2 separate regions of the Pan paniscus genome follow, and region 2 is linked to region 1. The links are chromatin contacts, called in public Hi-C maps. All regions are on one chromosome and are shown on one strand. The core of a region is the stretch at or near the end of the contact, and the rest is flanking DNA. Distances in the headings are between cores, read along the strand shown.

Region 1 (3,414 bases), core at 547-3,046:
CAGAGCCAGCACATAGCTCTCTGTTATCAACATCCATTCTGCATGCCATACTATTTCAACCATTTATGCAGTATTGGCACTATATGTGTCACATGAAACAGAACAGATAGACCACATCCACACCAAGAAGTTGTGATCAGAAAGGAAAGCACTGGGTGTTATGAGGAGAGGTTGTCACCTACATTGGGAAGAGCTGAGTGAGGTCCCTTTTAGGAAGGTTGCATCTGAGTAGAAGTCAGCCAGATGAAAAGCATCCTTGTCACAATGGAAAAGATAAATAAAATGTGGTATAGCCACACAATGGACATAAAAAGGAATGAGATACTAACTCAATCCACAATATGAATAAATCTTGAAAACGTTATGTATGCTAAATGAAAGAAGCCAGACACAAAAGACCACATAGCATGGCTGGGTGAAGTGGCTCATGCCTGTAATCCCATACTTTGGGAGGTCAAGGCGGCAATTTCTTGGGCTCAGGGGTCTGAGACCAGCCTGGGTAACATAGTGAGACCTTGTATCTACAAAAAATAAACAGAAAATTAGCCAGATGCAGCACACGATTATAGTCCCAGCTACTTAGGAGGTTGAGGTGGGAGGATAGCTTGAGCCTGGGAGGTCAAAGGTACAGTGAGCTGTGGTCATGTCACTGCACTCTAGCCTAGGTAACAGAGCGAGAGCCTGTCTCAAAACACACACACACACACACACACACACACACACACACACACACACACCATATAATTCCATTTATATGAAATGTCCAGAACAGGCAAATCTATAGAAATAGATTAGTGGCGGCCAGGCACAGTGGCTCACGCCTGTAATCCTAACACTTTGGGAGGCTGAGGCGGGCGGATCACCTGAGGTTGGGAGTTTGAGACCAGCCTGACCAACATGGAGATACCCCGCCTCTACTAAAAATACAAAATTAGCCTGGCATGGTGGCGCATGCCTGTAATCCCAGCTACTCCAGAGGCTGAGGCAGGAGAATCACTTGAACCTGGGAGCCAGAGGTTGTGGTGAGCCAAGATTGCATCATTGCACTCCAGCCTGGGCAACCAAAAAAAAAAGTAAGAAGAAAGAAATAGATTGGTGGCTGCTTACGGCTGGGGGTGGGGAGGCGGAAATAGAAAAATGAGTGACTACTAATGGCTAGGGTTTTCTTGGAGGGAGTGATGAAAATGTTCTAAAATGGTGACACAAGTTGCACAATTCTGTGAATAGACTAAACTACTGAACTATTATACACTTAAATGAATTGTATCATAGTGAAATATATGTCAATAAAGTTGTTACTTAAAAATCTGGAGTCACAGATCTTAGGTTTAAGAATGCCGAATATAGAAGTATATCTCTTGTGTTCAACTCATTTTTTTCCTTCTAGCTCTCTCTCCTTAAGAACCCAGTAAGCATTCACTAAAGGGCTAAGCCAAAAGACAGCTGAGCATGGCCGCACTATGCTGCCCCCTCCTGGGATCCCAAAGGGTCTTCTGAAACCAAGCTTATGCACAGGACTTTTCCCTTCTCAAGAGATGTCCCTCTCCTAGTTAGCACTCACGCTCAGAAGATAAACCCTAAAGGACAAGGGTTTTTGTCTCAGGGCCAGCAATCAGTTCAACTTCTATTCGTGGCCTGTTCCCTTCTCTGAAGACCTCTGGACTCTGATGAAAAAATAAACCCTACCTTTTCCATCAGCCCCATTGACACACCCTTACAAGCCAGAATTTCCAGAAGTGACTCTCATACCCGGTTACGCGTTCTTCACAGTGAATGGAACAGACTCTTGTCCACCTGTGGACAGACCTTTTACTGGAACACAATGGGTAACACTTCAAGATCCAACTTAGGTCTCCTTCCTTCATAAGTGTTCCGCAATTTAGCAGTGTTTCAGTTGTTGAAAATCCATTTTCTCTTTTCAGGTTAGTATAGCCTTACCAGAAGATAAGGGGAAACTTTCTGGGGGACCACCCCTCACCCACAGTCAGTTCAGGAGCCTGTGATGGGGGCATCACCACCAGCTCCAAGGATAGAATATATGACTGTTCTGACCAAGTTCATTGCACCATATCTCCCAAGCTCTTTCCCCTGCACCAGGGGGTTTCAAATTTGAATTGTAGCAAACAAAATCTGATACAAAACCCTGACATACATTTGTTTTAGACAAAGGAGAGTTGATGGTAGTAATATTTCCAAATCTCACCCTCTTGGCCTGCACTTGGATAGACACTATGTCCCGCACTGTGGGAAAAACAAAGGAATAGGACATGATGCCTGCCTTGAACACCTTGCAGTGGAGTTGGGGGCAAGAAACAAAAGCAAGAAAATTAATGATTAAATAATACTACATAATAATAGAAGAAATCTCACAGAGGCTGCCGCTTATCAGAAGGGGGTTAGAGGCCTGCAGTTCAGCACTGAGCCTTTTGCTGCCTCTCTTCTTCTAAGCCCTACTCATTGTCTGATATTTAGCTTGGCTGTGACCTTCCCCAGTAAGACGTTTCTGGAACACCCTCCTGCCTCTTCACACACACACACACACACACACACACACACACACCACCCCCTTCAGCCCAGATTAGAGCTCAGTGTTCCTGTAATATCTCTGTACAGTCTATCACTGCATTTACCATATTTTAAAACAACAATGTCTCCCCAACACTTCACAGTATAGGCTCTGAGTTTCATAACGGCACAGAGTGGATACTGTAAGAATGCAGTGAGACTCTCCCTACTCCATGCTCCTTTCTTCCATCTTTTGTTCCACAGATGTCAGCCCTACATCAGTCTGCAGGCTGCTCCTGTCTGCTCCAAATCCCTGCCCCAATAAGTTTCTTGCACATCTAATCCCATCTTAGCATCTGCTTCTTGGTAGACACTAACAAATTATTATAAGGAATTACTTTGCACTACCATATTTATACAAAAAGTAGTTAGTTCATGCATTTAGAATATTGGTTTGTTGGCTGACAATGTTAAGCCTAATGACCTATACCTTTTGGGTATTGACATACTTAATTTTGCACTTATTAAACTGTGACTTTCCAAAAAAAAAAAAACTTTCATTGTACCATTAGGATATAATATTCTTGTTAATATTACAAAAACCAAACCAAAACAAAAAGCCATGCTGCAGCCTTAGGAGAACTTGCTTCATGTAACTAAGGGTTTTTCTTTTTTCTTTTCTTTTTGTATTTTTTTTTTTTTTTTCCTGTAGGATAACATAGTGTTAAAAGCACAAGCTTCTGGACTACTTGAAATCAAACCACAGCTTAACCAGCTCTATGGCTTTTGGCAAATTACTTCAACTCTTTAAACCTGTTTCTGATCTGTAAAATGGAATGATCCTTGCTCATCTGTAATATATACATTTATAAAACAGGACCCACCAATGGAGTTATTTTATGAATTAAA
Region 2 (3,603 bases), core at 1,078-3,577, 200 kb before region 1:
AACACTTGAATCAGAGAAATTAATTATATTAGCATTTTTTCTAAATATATATATTTATTTCTTATAAAACTTTTAAATTACAGAATATTATAAATATATGTAAATTCAAAATAAGAAAATTATTTCTCTAGTCCCAATGCCCAGAAACAGCCAATGTTAATATTTTAGTGTATTTCTATATATTTTTAAAGACATTTGGAATTATACTCTGTAAGTAACTGTATCCTACTTCCTTTCATTTAATACCATACTATAAGTCATTTCCTATGTTATTGCAAATTCTTGTAAAACATTTTTCATGACTATGTAATACGAAATCATACAGTTGTTTCATTTCTCCATTACTGAGTGGTTTTCAAAAATAACTTTTAAAGGGTTTTTTAAAATTAAAAATTTTAAAATTCTAAATGATGTTGCAGCAAATTCAGCTTATTTTAGTTTATTTTCTTTTGATAGATCTTATGATAGATTTCATATGATAGACTTCAAAGAATTTAATGACTATTCAAAAGATATGATTGTATTTAGGATTCTTAACCTATATTAACAAATTGCTTTCAATGTCATATAAATATATTCTTACCAGAGATAGGTGGCTTCCAAAAAAAAAAAAAAAAAAGACCATGAAAATATGCACATCAATTATTTATCAATAAAAAAAGAAGAACCCTCATTCAATAAGAAAAATATATTTCTTGGCTTTTTTTCCCTTTGCATTCTTATGTCACCAGGAAGGTTGATCACTGTGTTTGCTGACTCTGTGCATGTCCTCTTTGTACAACCCTGTGCCCCTATTTAAAGTACAGACAATATCTGACTTATGTTTTTTGACTTTGATTTATGATTTTTTGACTTTGCAGTGGTGGAAAAGCAATAAACATTCAGTAGAAACCACACTTCAAGTACACATACAACCATTCTGTTTTTTATTTCAGCATAGCATTCGATAAATACATGAGACATTTAACACTTTATTATAAAATAAGCTTTGAGCTAGATGATTTTGCCCAACTGTAGCCTAATGTAAGTGTTCTGAGCACATTTAAGGTAAGCTAGGATAAGCTATGACGTTCAGCAAATTAGGTGTATTAAATGTGCTTTTGACCTACAATATTTTCAAATTAGGATGGGTTTATCTGTATGTAACCCCATCATAAGTCAAGGAGTATCTGCAGTAGTGAAAAGAGCTTGTACTCTGACCTTAGGGAGATCTAAGTTTGAGCTTGTGGCTGTGTAATTTTTTACTATTACTTCCTGTAACCTTGGATTGTTGAATCTCAATTTTCTATTTCCTGAAATGGAGACAAAAATAAATACAGTCGTGTGTAAAGTACATTAAAGTATGGAGTGTTGCAAATATTAGCCACTCAATGAATGTTAGAGCTAATTATATCCCTTTATGAAAAAATAAATTGCTTAGTGAATTCTATTCTCCCTACACATGTGCATATAGCTACTACACGAATAGGCAACTGGCAGCTATCAATTTCGTCCAACTGTCAATCAGATCTGAGAATTACAGATCCAGTTCAATCATCAGACAGCCCGAAACTGTTACCTGAATATTTAAATTACTGCATCTGCTATAGAATTCACGAAGCAACCCTTTTTCAGCAATCTCACCACTCTGACAGTTTCAAAGCCTCAGAGGTTAATTGATTAGCCTCTTAGAAGTTTAATTAATTGTGCAACACATACACGATCACCAGGCAATGAAATCTTTGAACCAAAGTGTTTGTGTAGACCGTCCCCATTACAATCAGATGTGAGGTGGGCTGGTATAAACAAAGGAGCCGGGAAGGAGAGGAAATATCAAGGAAGCCCTGAGTGACGCATCAGAGTCGAGAAGAGACGAGCCTGCGGAAGTACTCCAACAGACAATCCTGCTTTCAATTTCACTTTCTCTGTGCGACCTGAGTAAGTCGCAAAGAGATGCCTGAGAAACTGAGGACATGGATAAATGACGTGTGGACTCTGACAGAACTCTGGAAGGGCACTGAGGAAGATCCTTCCGGGCAGCCAAGGACTGGGAGCTCCCCTCCCACTTCCCAAGTCCTCCAGCCCCTGGCCTCTCCAGTCTCCAAAGCCCAAGAATTCTTCAGGATCGACTTATCGAGGTTTTCTAGCTTTCCTCCTTCTGCCTGCCTTACCTGCTCAACTCAGACGTCTCGATTATTCCTTTGGCAGCCGCAAAGCCTGGAAGACTGCTTGCAGCCCGAGCAATTTCCTCCTGCTGCGTCACTGAGCCAGCAGGGCGGAGCCAAGAAAGGAGTGAGGAGTGTGGGAGGGAAAGCAGCCACAGGCTCACTCTGGCACCAGGAGCAAAGCTTCTACTTGCACACCTTCTGGAGGAAAGCAATAGCCACTTTCTGTCTGCTGATGAGGAATGTGATGCCCGGGGTCATGTCACTCACCTCTCAGTCTTGCAGCCTTTCAGGTGGCAGCAGCCAACTGCATCCATCACTCTTGCGTCCTTTCTTTTGTCATTGCAAATTCTGGTCTTCTTGGAAGAAAGGAATGGAAAGTAAACACATATTGAGCACCTATTGTGTTCCAGACACAATGCTTTACGTGCAGCATGGTCCCAGTTAACCCCTGACAATCTTGTTGATTATGAAACACAGGCTCATAGAAGCTAAGTAAGCCCAAAGCCCAAGCCCTGTCACCTGTCTCAGCTCACTCAACTCACAGCTCTGAGGCAGTGCGGCCTTCTCAGGAGGGTACCGGACTGGCAGTCTGGAGACCTGATCCTACAGCCAGCTCTGTGGCTGCTTAGCTGAGTGACCTCAGGCATGTGATTTAACCATGTAGGGCCTCAGTTCTCTCCTATAACTTGGTTTTGAAGGTTCCTTTCTGCTCTACAAGTTCTGTTCTTGACTATCTTCCTAGCAATGAGCTGTGTACTGTGTACTTAGTGCTGTAGTGGAAAGTATTTCCATCCCCAAAGAATACCCAGTCTTGCTGGGGAGACAAAGCCCTGGGACTTGTGAACAACAAGTAGTGCCTGGTCACTTGACGACCACCTGTGTCACACCATCCAGACCCGGGGCCTCTACCACCCCTTATACACCAGGGATTCCCAGGCCTCGCTCTCTAACCCCAGCCTCTCTGCTGAGCTTTAGACCTACAAATCTTGAATATGTGTCAAATGGAAATACTCATCTTTTCCTAAATCTGCCCCTCCTCCCACTTATTCCATCTCCACAGATGGCACCATCACCCGGAGGCCACCCCTCATCCTCATCCCAACACCAAGTCTCTTGCTTTCATCTGCAAAGGGATGACCAGTCGAGTCCTTGTCATCATTTATAGCAAGAAACTGATGACTTGCTTCCTAGCCCTTCATCCATTGTTCCACCCTGCATCATTGACCCACCATCATTTTCAGGACAAAGTTCAAAAATCCTTAACCCATTATTCATTTAATTAATACTTGTTGGACAGGCCCGGTGGCTCACACCTGTAATCCCAGCACTTTGGGAGGCCGAGGCAGGCAGATCACCTGAGTTCAGGAGTTCAAGACCAGCCTGGCCAACATGGTGAAACTGCGTCTCTACTAAAAATACAAAAAGTAGCCAGGTGTGGTGTTGTGCACCTGTAATC

The links. A called contact is a pair of places that touch in the nucleus more often than the background predicts.
Region 2: a contact with region 1 is called in a Hi-C map of induced pluripotent stem cells, with 6 times the contacts expected there. The contact joins the promoter of RNASEL here to the promoter of NPL in region 1. A contact is called at or near these places in 3 of 3 Hi-C or Micro-C datasets (fibroblasts, induced pluripotent stem cells and lymphocytes).

The regions. Positions count from the first base shown.
Region 1 is chr1:66,943,086-66,946,499 of NHGRI_mPanPan1-v2.0_pri, reverse strand. It overlaps NPL (N-acetylneuraminate pyruvate lyase), which reads left to right and starts at 1,796. Exons shown (of 13, transcript XM_055110756.2): 1 at 1,796-3,414.
Region 2 is chr1:67,138,644-67,142,246 of NHGRI_mPanPan1-v2.0_pri, reverse strand. RNASEL (ribonuclease L) reads right to left here and starts at 2,327. Exons shown (of 7, transcript XM_003824740.4): 1 at 2,151-2,327.